Regions from separate parts of the Ovis aries genome. Here region 2 is linked to region 1. The links are chromatin contacts, called in public Hi-C maps. All regions are on one chromosome and are shown on one strand. Each heading gives the region's core, a stretch centred on a gene start, on an enhancer-like site or on the middle of the called end of the contact. The rest is flanking DNA. Distances are from core to core; before and after follow the strand shown.

The links. Hi-C and Micro-C count contacts between places; a contact is called where the count stands out from the background.
Region 2: a contact with region 1 is called in a Hi-C map of blood, with 2.3 times the contacts expected there. The contact joins two enhancer-like sites. A contact is called at or near these places in 8 of 16 Hi-C or Micro-C datasets (blood, hypothalamus, liver and 3 more).

The regions. Positions count from the first base shown.
Region 1 is chr4:6,281,435-6,288,019 of ARS-UI_Ramb_v3.0, forward strand. All of the region lies in intron 9 of IKZF1 (IKAROS family zinc finger 1), which reads right to left. Among named protein-coding and RNA genes, the nearest start is that of FIGNL1, 47 kb to the left of the region's middle. Within about 2 kb of position 3,062, at least 2 of the 54 cell types and tissues checked have an H3K27ac peak or open chromatin away from gene starts, as enhancers often do.
Region 2 is chr4:6,528,301-6,534,885 of ARS-UI_Ramb_v3.0, forward strand. All of the region lies in intron 7 of SPMIP7 (sperm microtubule inner protein 7), which reads right to left. Among named protein-coding and RNA genes, the nearest start is that of SPMIP7, 57 kb to the right of the region's middle. Within about 2 kb of position 3,046, at least 7 of the 54 cell types and tissues checked have an H3K27ac peak or open chromatin away from gene starts, as enhancers often do.

The DNA of each region.
Region 1 (6,585 bases), core at 1,812-4,311:
CCCCTGCCAGGGCCCACAGGAGAGGGCCCTCCTGGAGACCTCGGGAGCCTGAGGCCTGTGTCCCATTGTCTCCTGTCTTTCTCTGGGGGAGATGATGTTGGCCCTGAAGCATGTGGAAAGATGGGAGGCGGATTCAGGAGGAAGAACCCTGGGCTGGGGGGGTCCAGGCCATCATCTTGGTGGGATAAGACTTCACAGACCCCAAGGAGCAGGGGACAAGTGTCCGTCCTATATGCCATGTGCCCTCTGGGGCCTGACCCCAATCTTGGAGTAAAGTTTGGGGATGATGAGGCAAGACCTCTGCCTCATAGTCCAATGGAGGAGGCAGCCACTTAACAGAGCACCATGTGAGGCCTGAGACAGACTTAGACAGCTCGGAAGCCTGGAGATCTGGCTTTGAGACAGCTCCAAAGATTAGTAAAGAACAAAGTTTCAGCCTTGTTACACGCCTAGTTCAGCAGCTGGCACAGCTTGGGGAGCATTCCAGGGCCTGTGGGCTCATCATATGCAGAAGCCTAGGTGCCAGGCTGCCGAAGGTTAGAAGGAGCCTGGAGCGATGCGGAGAATCAGGTCCTGATCAGACCAGATGACATCTGCAAGGGGTGGACTTGGACCCCAGACTAGGCTCCCTGACTCCAGGGCTCCTGGGGTTGGCACAGACCCTCAAGCACATGGCTGTTCAGTCACCAAGTCGAGTCTGACTCTTTGGACCCTGTGGACTGTAGCCCGCCAGGCTCCTGTCCATGGGATTCTCCAGGCAAGAATGCTACGGTGGGTTGCCATGCCTTCCTCCAGGGGACCTTCCCAACCCAGGGATCGAACCTGCAGCTCCTACAGTGCAGGCGGTTTCTTTACCACTGAGGCACCAGGGGAGCCCCCCAGAATGCACTGCACCTATTTTATTTTTTAACAGTAACACGTATGAGTGTTTTCTTGTAGGATGGTATAAAGGCAGCTTCAAAGAATCGTGATACTTAAAGGAGTGGGATCTGGGTATGGGCAGGGGAGCCACGCGGGTTTTCTGAAGGGTAGTGCCCAGTGGGAGGAGGGCCCTGAAAGGGGAATCAAGCCGAGGGCCAAGACCACATGCCCTCCTCACTGTGGGGCTTCGGTCCGCCCTTGCCCACAGGAAGCAGGAGGGAGGAAGCTGACGGGGACACAGAGGCAGGTGCGGGGAGCAGAGGCAAGGTGCTCAGAGGCCTGGAGTCCCACCGTGGGGTCCCACCGAGAGGGAGCAAGGCTTTGAGTGGGGCGGGCACTGCTGTGCTGCCTTCGGGGGCCAGAGACCCTGGGATTGGGCACGGGAGGCCCCAGATCAGGCAGAGCAGAGGGAGGGAGGCCGGAATCATGCAGGGAGAAAGAAGGTATCTTTGGACAATTCACACACTGAACGTCACATCTAGTTGGTCTGACAAAACATGGGAAAGAAGAAGTGAAATTTGTTAACTGCACCGAGATCCAGGCAGTTCACTTCAGGGGACAGCTTTGGTACCAAATTATCCTTATTATGCAAATCTCCTCCCCAAGCGGCCAGCCTCCAGTTGTGCCTGGGGACTGCGGGGGCCACATCTGCTTCCCGCCCTGCAATCCCCGTAGCCACAGCCCACCTGCTGGGCTGGCGCAGCAGCCCGCTGCCAGGGAGGGGGCTCGGGCAGCCTGTGCTGGGGGAGCAGGGCGGGGGGCCCAGAGGAGACAGCACACAGGGATTATGCCTTGTTCCTGTCCTTGGCTTCCCCAAAAAGCGGAAAAAGTGAGGGGACTTCACACTGAGGTTTTCACCTTCCTCCTTAGGAAAATACAGCCCAGAACTTGGCATGTCTTGAAGCATCTGGTCCCAGCTGAGGCCTGAGGTCCGGGCTGCACCAAGTTCCCCATCTCCTTCCTGCCAGCATCAGCCTCAGGGGTCCCCAGCCCATCCCTGCCTCCGGCATCTCCCTCCCTGGGCCCCCCGCCAACTGTCACGGCCTGTGTCGCTCCTGGTCTCAGCTGCTGTGCTGGGCCTGCTGCTCGGCCTCTCCTTCGTGGAGGGGGTCTGGGCGCCGGGCTCCCCTCCTTTCTGGGACCATCGCCCTCGTCTCCGTGGGAACAGAGCTCGGCCGCCCTCCCAGCTCGCTCTGCCCTCGGGCGCCTCCTGGGTCCATCCTGCTTTCTCGCTTTAGACCACCTGACTCTCAGACTGTGACCTGTCTTCACAGCTGACCCATTCTCGTGACCCAGTGCCTCCCCAGCTCCCCCGCTCAGTCCCCCTGCGCAGCCCACGCTGCCCCCGCCCCCCACTAACCGCGCACACAGGACCTGAGATCTGGGGTCAGCACCTCACAAGTGCTCCGCGTGCAGTCATCTCAGTCATCTTCAGGAGACAATCACACGCGTCCGTGCTTACGGACCCGCACCTCAGTCTGTCGGTTGCTGTCACAAATTGCCAGGCGCCGGGCGGCTTGTGAACAACGAAGTTCATTTCCCGCAGTTCCGGAAGCTGCAAGTCTTGCAGTCAGGGCCAGGTGAGGCCCACTCCCGGTGGTGGGTTTCTCACTGTCCTCACAGGAGACAAGGGTGAGGGAGCCCCTTAAAGCCTCTTTATTAGGACACCAATCCCAGCAGGTGGCGCTAGTGGGAAGAGATGCGGGTTCCATCCCCGGATTGGGAAGATGCCCTGGAGGAGGGCGTGGGAACAGACTCCAGTATTCTTGCCCGGAGAATCCCGTGGATAGAGGGGTCTGGCAGGCTACAGTCCATGGGGTTTTGAAGAGTCGGACACGACTGAAGTGACTTAGTACGTAGCAATCCCACCACGAGGACTCCATCCTGATGACTTGGTCACCTGCCAAACGGCCACCTCCAAATACCTTTGGGAGGCAGGATTTCCACATATGATTTCTGGAGAGACGCATTCAGACCATACCAAGCACCTACTATGTGCCAGGTAACTCTGAAGATATGGCAGGAGTAAAAACAACCCTGCTCCTGGAGACCACACCCCAGGGAGAGAGAGTCAAACCCTCTGCAGCCCCGCTGCTGGTAGGTCATGCCTTCCCCCCTTGCAGGCCTCCCGCCTGCTCCTCTCCTCGCTCGCCTGCTTCTCATCACGCCACTCTCTTCTCTGCCGCCGGGGGCTCCCCTGCACCTGCTTGTTTCCTCCTCAGGCTCCTCATCCTGCAGGCACTGAGCTTGCTTTCTCTTGCTTTCCTGGGCTCTGCTGCCTGCAGGATGAGGGCTCCGCTCCCCCTCCCCTTTCTTGCAGGGCGAGGGCTCAGCCCCCTCAGGCGGGTGCCTGAGTTTAAATCCTACCTGCATCCGGCTGGGCAAGTCTGCCTGGACTCAGCAAGTCCACAGTGGTCAGGCACAGAAGCTGGTTCCTCTAATCTAGGTTTCACAGGTAGCACAGCTGGTATTTTGGTTTTCCACTCTCTGACTTTTCCTGTCATGGCAAACCCACTCCAGTATTCTTGCCCGGAGAATCCCATGGACAGAGGAGCCTGCCGGGCGGCAGTCCATAAGATCACAGAGTCGGACCTGACTGAAGCGACTTAGCACATGTGCACGGGTTGTTTTAAATTTAAGAGGGGAAGAGAGAGACATTATTAATTTTGAATAATTATTCACTTCACTAATAAGCAATTATTAAGTTTCTTCCTCTGTCAAAACAGAGAGGGAGGTGGCTGGGCTGGAGGAGAGGGTTAAGGCTGTGTCTGCCTTGATGGGGGCCAGGTGGGTGGGGTCAGCTTGTCTGGACTCGAGGAACTGGCCCCATTGGAGGCAGGTGGACCCCACGCAGACCTCCAGCTCCAGAAAGGTCAGGAGTGGGCCTTTGGAAACTCCATTTCTGAGAACCAGCCAGGTGATTCTGAGCTGCATTTGAGAACCAGGGTCATGGGGGATTTCTGGATGCCCTAGGGCCCGGGGAAGGCGGTGTGGGTGAGAGAATCTGGAGGCAGTCTTGAGCTGGGAGCTGGGAGTTTGGGTTAATGCTGGGAGAGGCCAATGGGAGGACAGGAGCCTGGCCATGAGGCAGAAGTGCTATTCTAGGAGCCAAGCGGCTCCATCTCCACCTGCCCCACCCCTGGTCAGAGGCAGCAAGGGCCAGGCTCTTGGGGAAGGCAGGGAAGATCCAGGCTGTATAGGCAGCACCTGAGCTCCAGGCCTGCCTGGCAGCTGTGCTGGGCTGCTCTCTGGGTTCCGGAGTATGAAAAAGACCAGCGGGGTTCAGAGTGATGCCTGGGCTTCTGAGCAACGGGGGACCCCTGCCTTGGTGGTCTGAGCATTTCTTCCAAGTCTTGTACTGATTGCCCAGCTCCTGGATGTCTGTTTCGAGCCCTGTTCAGGATTTGGAGTTGAGAGGCTGGCCATATGGAAAAAACGAGACTTTTGGCAACAGCCGAGCAATCCTGTTCCTTAGAGTGCACATACTTTTAGGGAAAACTCAGAACTTCACCAAGGAGTCACAAAACCTCCAAGATGTTTTATTTTGATAGAAAATATGACCAATGAGTTGGAAATGGGATCAGAACTCGTTGGCACCTGAGTCCCCAATTCTGATGTTTAGCTCCTCAGATTTCACACTAATATATAAAACACAGCATGTTTTGTAAATTTACAGCACTCATCAGGAATAGAATTGGATGAGCATCTGTCTTCAGGGAGGATAAAAAACTGCACTCAGGAAACTGCCAGAGCTGCCCCAGGGGGAACAGCAGAGGAGGAGCTGTCCAGAACACGCCAGGCTCTCCCAGGTGAACAGGGAGAGCAAGGAACAGTGTCCGTCTGACAACTGCAGCCACACCCCGCTTCCTTCACTCAGCATCTTCCAGGCCCTCTGTGCAGGCAACCAGGCTCTTTGAACCTTGGTGCATCCACCTGGAAGCAGTTGCAGTCGTCCTGGGGCTGACCAGGCAGACTGTTCCTGACTCTTACCCCTCCCAGGTGTGAATGTGAGCTGTTCTGCTCCTCACCATCACCTCTGCTCATTACCATGAAGGAAACACCCTCCAGGGTCGACTTCCCAGAGTGGGGCTCACCAGGTTGGGCACATGGGGTGGGTGCACCCCTGATTCACTGAGGGGCTTGCAAGGGGACCAGAGGAAGCTTAATGGCTTACAGCATCAAAAAGATGCTGAGGATCATCATTCTTAGCATGACTTCAATAATATAAAAGGTAGTGAAAACCAAGAAATGAAGTCTATCATCCTGTGCAATGCTCTTAAAGGGAGGGTTTGAAACTTCACCCTCACTTCTTACCACGTCCTGGGTTCCAGGATGGATTGCTCCTCAACCCCTTCCCAAACTCAGTTGATGAGCTTGAGAGATGTGGGCAGGCCACTGCCCTCCTCAGATCCCTTCTAGCTGAGTGTTGGTTGTTCAGTTGTGTCCGACTCTTTGCAACCCCATGGACTGTAGCCCACCAGGCTCCTCTGTCTGTGGGATTCTCCAGGAATGAATACTGGACTGGGTTGCCATTTCTTCTCCAAGGGATCTTCCCAACCCAGGGATTGAACCCGGGTCTCCTGTGTTGCAGGTAGATTCTTTACCATCTGAGTCACCAGGGAAGCCCGCTTCTAGACACACTCATTAGCCTTGGTAAAGTGCCCACAAACGCATTCCTCACTCTCACAAACAGACCCACCCACCACAACCAGCACTTTGGAGTCACTTTTCTGCCTTAAATTGAGCCTAGGTCATTTCTGAGTTAATGCAGACTCGCTTCATTTCTTGAACCCGTGACCACTGAGAAACAACAGGATGTAACGGTGAAACAGTGGATCTGGCAATGGCTGTGTCATTCTCTCTCTCTAAGCCATGCATTCTTTCAGTGCAGTAACTTAAGGGTGCCGAAAACTTCTTTGAAAGTTGCTGCCCCAGCCACTGGGAGAAGGAAATGGCAACCCACTCCAGTGTTCTTGCCTGGAGAATCCCAGGGATGGGGGAGCCTGGTGGGCTGCCATCTATGGGGTCATACAGAGTCGGACACGACTGAAGTGACTTAGCAGCAGCAGCAGCAGCAGCAGCCCCAGCCACCGACACTTATGAAAGGCCCCTGATGCCAGAGCCTGGTGTGAAACTGAACAGTCTGTGGATTTCATTCAAGTTTCACCCCATTTGGATCAAATGCTGAACAGTGTAAACTTGATCACTTCATCTCATTTACCAGATTTGAGCCCACACCGTGTCTGGCTGGTTCTCCCAAAGGGCCAGAGGGTTTTAACTACCGAGCGTCTCGAGCAGCGCGGGTCTGTGGCAGACAGAGTTGAGACCCCCTGCCCTACACAGGCAGCTCAGCAGGGAGACTGCCCCCAGGGTGGCCACTGCGGTCAGCCCCCGCCTCTGTGCCCCACCCCTGGCTGCCTATCGCTGCACATGACATCAAGCACTGCTCTAAGAATAGCTGGGGAACAAGAGTCATATTGCCCACGACTTCCACTCACCCTCCAACCCGCAAGTTCCCCACGCCCAGCACAGCTTGGACAGGAGGCGCTCACCTGCCGAAGCGAACTGATGCCCTGGCAGCGACAGCGAATGCATTTGATCACGCATGATCCCACCTTGTCTTGTACCCGCCCCCAAGCCCATCTTCCTCCTCCGACCTGGAGG
Region 2 (6,585 bases), core at 1,796-4,295, 250 kb after region 1:
CTGCAGTCAAGAGTGCACGTGGCCTCCCAGGGCCCCTGGGGTCAGAGGGATTCAGTGAAGGTAAAAGCAGCTGGCAAGTCTTTAGCACTTAGTAGGTGCTCAGCTAATTGTAGTCATAGTACAAGATTTCAAAGAAATAAGAAGTGGATGAAATAGCAGCCTGGCAGTGAAGAATGCAGTTGATCTGGGACAGGCAGCTGGAGAGAGGTAGAGACAGTGGTTTCCCGACGCGGCTGCGCCTGACAACTCGGGGATTTTTCAAAGGTACCAACGCCTGACTCCCACCCACCAGACATGCTAATTTAATTGGTAAGTGCTGTGAGCTGGAAATTGTTTTTTTTTCTTTCTCTCTCCAGATAACTCTCATGGGCAGTCAAGTTAGGAATCTGTGTTTTAGGTTTCAGGTTTGTTGGTGGGACCTGGGTGAATGAACCACTCCTGCCAATTTCTAGGCAGGACCCTTCAGGATTTCTTGGAATCTTCTCCTAGAATTGCAGCTGTATGTCAGAGTGGGAGCAAAAAGTGGGGCAAAGTCATTCATATGTTATATCTCTCCCCGAATTCATCAAAGGTTCCATGCATGTTACGAAGGAAACCCCCTTCCTCTGAGTGAGAGTTTTTTTCCACTGCCTCTAAAACACCTGCAGAATGAAGATGCCTCTAAGGTCACAGCCTTCCATCAGAGCAGTAAGAAGCCAAGATGGAAGCTCGGCAAGGGCTGGATCTAAAACACCATCCAACTATTGGTGCTTGACCTGTGGCAGATAGGTTATTGATGTTAAATAGTATTCTACGTCATGTTATAATAATGATATTATATTACATCATATCTAAAAATAACAAACATGAACTAGAGGACTGAATTAATGATAAGCTGCTTGGGCTTGAGAAATGAATGCAGTTGCATAATAAACTGCCACATATTTGAAAACGAAAGTCCTCACCCACGCTGCTTCTAGAATCTATTCCATTTAACCCTTTTTCAGGGACAACAAAGGGGAACTTTTTTCCATCTTAAGCAACAAGACTAGAGGAGAGCAGATTCTGGGGGACGCTCTATAGACCCATGGCTGATGGGGATAAGGTTTTTCAGATGAAAGACACTGAAAAGTACAAGCTCCGAGAGAACTTCCAAGTCAGCTGCAAGATCAGACCCATTCCCTCACTTAAGGAAGCTAAGGGAAGCAGGAACCCATTTAAAAATAAGCAGTCTTCATGTCTGTCTTTGCTCCATAGTTGCTAGTCTTCTGAACACCTTCTTTGGCACCCGATTCCCAAAATAAGCCTAGGGTTGGTCCGCTATAGGTAACTGAGTAAATTACTGCCTAAGTTTATAACTAATTGGTTTTTCTCAACAAAGCATAATAAAATAGAAATTAAATAACTTGAAAAATATAAGGAACTTTAGTAAATCAGTTAGAAAAAAAAGGGGCCCAGATGGCATATAATTAAAAGACAAATAGAAAAATAAGGCAAATATGGAGAAAACCATGTTATGCGTAGATTGTAAGTCATGCATACGTGGATGAGAATTCCAGCATGAACAGGCTCTCTGTAACACAGACCCGACTAATCCTCAGGAGCCCATACCCTTTGTGACACTTACGTGGGCTGCTTTATTTAATCTCACAACACTCCATGTCCTTGGTCCTGGGACCATGCCATGGTAGAGATGTGGGCACTGAGGCTTGAGAACAAGTCTAAGCCATGTGCCCAGAGACAACAAGGCTGGCAGGTGGTGGAACCAAGTGGCCCCGGAAGGCCCTGAAACCCAGGCTCCCAGCTGAGCGGCATCTGTTCTGTGTTAAGGGTAGTGCAAGTTCAAGTCACCTGGACCCTTGTTTACCAAGAGCTATGCTATGTCAGGCGGAGAAGGCAGCAGCATTCCACTCCAGTACTCTTGCCTGGAAGATCCCATGGATGGAGGAGCCTCATAGGCTGCAGTCCATGGGGTCGCGAAGAGTTGGACACGACTGAGCGACTTCACTTTCCCTTTTCATCTTCATGCATTGGAGAAAGAAATGGCAACCCACTCCAGTGTTCTTGCCTGGAGAATCCCAGGGATGGGGGAGCCTGGTGGGCTGCCGTCTCTGGGGTCGCACAGAGTCGGACACGACTGAAGTGACTTGGCAGCAGCAGCAGCATGCTATGTCAGGACTCAAACAGGCTAGGCTCCTGATCGCTTTCACAGTAAGGAGGAAATTCTGTAAATGCACAACTAGAGGTTCACAGAACCTAAGTGGGGCAAAGATGACTGATGCAAACTAGGAGCAGGGCATCAGAGAGGGATGTAGCCAGATGCTTGTGCTGAGTGTGCTGGGGGCTGCCATCTGCCTCCAGGGTGGCACCCCTGCCCTGTGACCCTGGATGGGTCTTTGGGGACCACCTCTGCCCAAGACGGGGTGAGGACATTCACAGGTCCCTTGCAGGGAATGTGGGGCCAGGGTACCTGGGCAAAGTGTTGGCCTAGTGCAAGAGTAGGAAGCAGACCTGGGAAGGTGGGGAAAGGGGAGGGAAGGCTGAGGGAGCAGCTGAGAAGTCCAAATAGCACCAGCGTGCTTCTGGTCACTGGGCTGTGCGTCCCTGAATATAATGAGATACTGTGGCCCCAGGATCTGCTCAGGAATTAGTTTCACTCTTAGCATCATCGTGCTCTACAGGACATGCTTTTCTCCCTCTGTTCTCAGGGAAACTTTACCTCTTCCATCCAAAAGGGGACACAGAAATGAGCCAACAGCTCCGCTCAGAGCAGGGCTGGGGCCCCAGGAAGCATTCACTGGCCGCAGGTGGCCCAGGGGAGTGGGAGCTCTGTTCTCTTAACTGCTCACAAAATGAGTGTCTGGGGCTCTTTAATCATTTACTCTGCCTCAGCCTCCTCATCTGTAAAGTGGGGAGAGAGCCTGTTCCCCCACCTTTGGCCTCATCACACTACTTTGAAAAACAAATGAGAGAGTCGATGTGAAAGTTCTCTGAAAGGCAGAAGTGTGGGCCAATGTAAGGAACTGCTATTCATAGCCTGGCCTGAAGCCGGGCTGTGGTTAAGATTTTGTTAAAGGTGCAGCACACCCAGGAGGGCAGGGCGGTCCCCTCTGCCGGCTCAGGACTTGGCCCATGGCCGCCTTGGGATCACTTTGGACAGTTACGTATCATTTGCAAATGCTTCATCAGAGAGATGCCTGAGGTCAAGGCACAGCGAATGTGAAACTGGGTGAAGTCCTGAAATAAAAGATCAAGGTTGAGTGGAAGGCAGCATGGTGGAAGCACCAAGCTGGCTTGGGAAACGGTGGTCTGGAAAGCACCGGGTGTGGTGGGGTTGGGTGTGGGTCAGAGGGCGCGGGCTCTGCTTTGTCACCTGGGTGTGCCCCCTCCTGTCCTCCTTGGTGAGACAAGGGAGGGGCTGGGCCAGCCGAGATGCACACACGCCAGAGCCCGTGTGGTCCCTTTCAGAAGAAAGCGCATTCCCTTTTCTTAGCAGAGGGCAAAGTCCGAAGCTTTGGGATTCTGATGGCACAGATCTGCTGTTTTGAAACCACGTGGAACCACAAGATAGGTACTAACAGAAAAAATCTCTTCCACCCTGTTCATTATGCTCTTGCGAAGAATATGGCTCTAGTATTCAGGAGAAAGATAAAGAACAGATTTGGAAAAAATTGGGGGTTCCTTATGTTTCCCTTGCTTGCTTGACACAGATTATAAGTGAGGAGTGACTTTGTATCTTTTTTTTTTTTTTTACTTCCTACTCAGTTCCCTGAACTTCCAGAACTCCTGTTGAATCTAGTGGATACTATGGATTCTAGTTCCCAAAGGAGGCTCAAGTTTGAAGTTAGGAACTTCAGTGGAGACTGAATTACTGTCTTGAATTCCTTAACTCTGAATATCCTTTAAAAATAGGTCCTGCTTACCCAATCAAAAAATATCTTAATGCAAAACTCATGCAAGCATCCTGCTTTCAGGGATTTGTTCTAAAAGAAACATACGCATGACTGTGCAAAGATAATGTGGAGGTGGTTTGTTGCTGTGCTTTTTAACAACAGAAAAAATCTCAGTAACTACTCGGTCCACGTAAACTATACCTTGCAATGGAGCACCACACAGCCATTAAAAAGGATTTCCACAGCCCTGCCCACTGCTGAGGAACGTGTCCACTGCACCTGTCAGGCTTACTCCTCCCCACACCTCCCCACCTGCACACACAACGGTGTGTAGCAGCCTACACACAGACATTCATGCAGGCCTCCCAGCAAAGTCTAAAGTATGCATCGACTTTCAATACTGAGACTGAGAATGAAAGAAAGAGCTAATTTTACTTTTTACAGATATAATTGAATTATTTTTATAACAAACACATTTGGAAGGAAAAGAAGGTGCTATCTGGTGAGCTTAAATGCTAGCACTAAGGTGTGAGCACACACACTGGGCGTAAACTTTGGTTCCACTGCAAATATGTTTATATATTTTGACCTCATAGTCCATTGCAAGAAGTCTCCCTTTAGTAAATAACTCCAAGTTAGGAAAAAGATTCACTTAAAAAGTATTTGACAACATTATTTATCATAGTTTTTACTATGTTTACAGAAATGTTTACAGAAAACATTTACATATGTAACCTAAATGCGCTAGTCAATGACAGTGCTGCGTGGGCTGTGCTTAGTTGCTCAGTCATGTCCGACTCTTTGAGACCCCATGGACTATAGCCTGTAAAGCGCCTATGTCCTTTGGGATTGTCCAGGCGAGAATACTGGAGTGGGTTGCCATGCCCTCCTCCTGGGGATCTTCCCAACCCAGGGATCGAACCGAGGTCTCCCACATTGCAGGAGGATTCTTTACCATCTGAACCACTAGCGAAGCCCAAGAATACTGGAGAGGGTAGCCTATCCCTTTTCAAGGGGATCTTCCTGACTCAGGAATCAAATTGGAGTCTCCAGCACTGCAGGCAGATTCTTCACTGGCTGAGCTACCAGGGAAGCCCCCTGAAAGTCAAAGACAGTACATCTATAAAAATAAAAAAATTACGATCTACACAAATAAAATATTATGATGAGTTCATAATACATGTGCCCAAGATGATGCGATGAAGTGAATGCAGTAAAAATCGCATTTGCAGCATGATCACAGCTGTATAAACACAAGGAAGACGGAGGATGCAGATGACGGACGGAAATATGCCGAAATCTTCATAACAGCTATGTTTTTATGCGACAGTTCATTTTTATTACTGTTAATTTTTTCTGTACTTTTTTCTATAACGATCAGATTCGGTTCTAGAATTTTAAAAGTTAATTTTAAAACTATTAGCATAATCACCACCAATATACAGGGCATGTCAAATGATTTGGTGCCCAGAATACAAAATCAACGAATAAGGAATATTTGAAAGCATTCATCTTTCGGGAAAACTGGTGATTCCAACCACTGAACCCAAGAGTCTGTAGCCTTGACTCTGTCTGAAATGCAGCTTCCACTGAAAGGGCGGGGGCAGGCAGTGTTCGTGGCCTAAGTGTCATGGGTTATGAGGAAATCCTTAAAGATGATCTCATAAAGACGTTTCCCTTTAGGAAAGTTTAAGGTGAGAAAACCAAGGAAGAGTCATCTTTGCTTTCGAGCAGGATGGTACTCTATTGGGCACAAAGTGCGATTCTGTGTTCTGGGTTTTGGACCTCATGCAGATGACATCACGTTGCATGCATCTCTGTACTTGGCTCAGTGTGGTACTGCAGAAACAACACAGTATTTTGTTTAGAGATTCAAGTATATGTAGCAAAGCTACCAAGCAGAGCAAGCAGAGGATAAGCACAAAGACTGATGTGATGACTTCTGGGCTGGGGAAGGAAACTCAGGAGACGAGGTCATCAGGGGGATACAGGCAGCGTAAAAGATGTGAATAAAATACTGTTTCCTTGGCTAGGCCTGGGACACAGGCATTTCCTCGTTATTTTGCTTTATATTTTAAATAGGACACTGAATACTTTGTATCTATATCTCATAATAAAAACGGAAAGTCTTTTTCTGTGTTAACAAGTTACAGTGAATGAAAGTGTTAGTTGCTCAGTCATGTCCGACTCTTTGTGACACCATGGACCGTAGCCCGCCAGGTTCCTCTGTCCATGGAATTCTCCAGGCAAGAATACTGGAGTTAGTAGCCGTTCAGTTCTCCAGGGGATCTTCCTGATGACCCCAGGATCAAAGCCAGGTCTTCTGCATTACAGGCAGATTCTTTACTGTCTGAGCCACCAGGGAATCCTTAAAGGGGAGGCTGCGGCTGCATGGGTGGGAAATCCAATGGAGGCTTCCTGTGGGGCAGGTGAGAACTCTACCACTAACCACCGATGCTCCATTAAAATTCTATTAAAAAGTGAAACCTCATTCAAAGAAGAAACTTTGCAACCTTGGATGCCCTCTAGTGCCCAATTTAAGTAAGTACAGATGATGTCCAATTCTACATGATCCACTCAAGTTTCCTTTCCTTAAAAACACTAACATCACGATGAGATAGAAGGGCATGCTCCCAAATTTACTCAAGTTAAACAGTATGTTATACCTCAATTTTTAAAAATGCTGCCAGACTTCTCTTTACTCTCCTTGAAG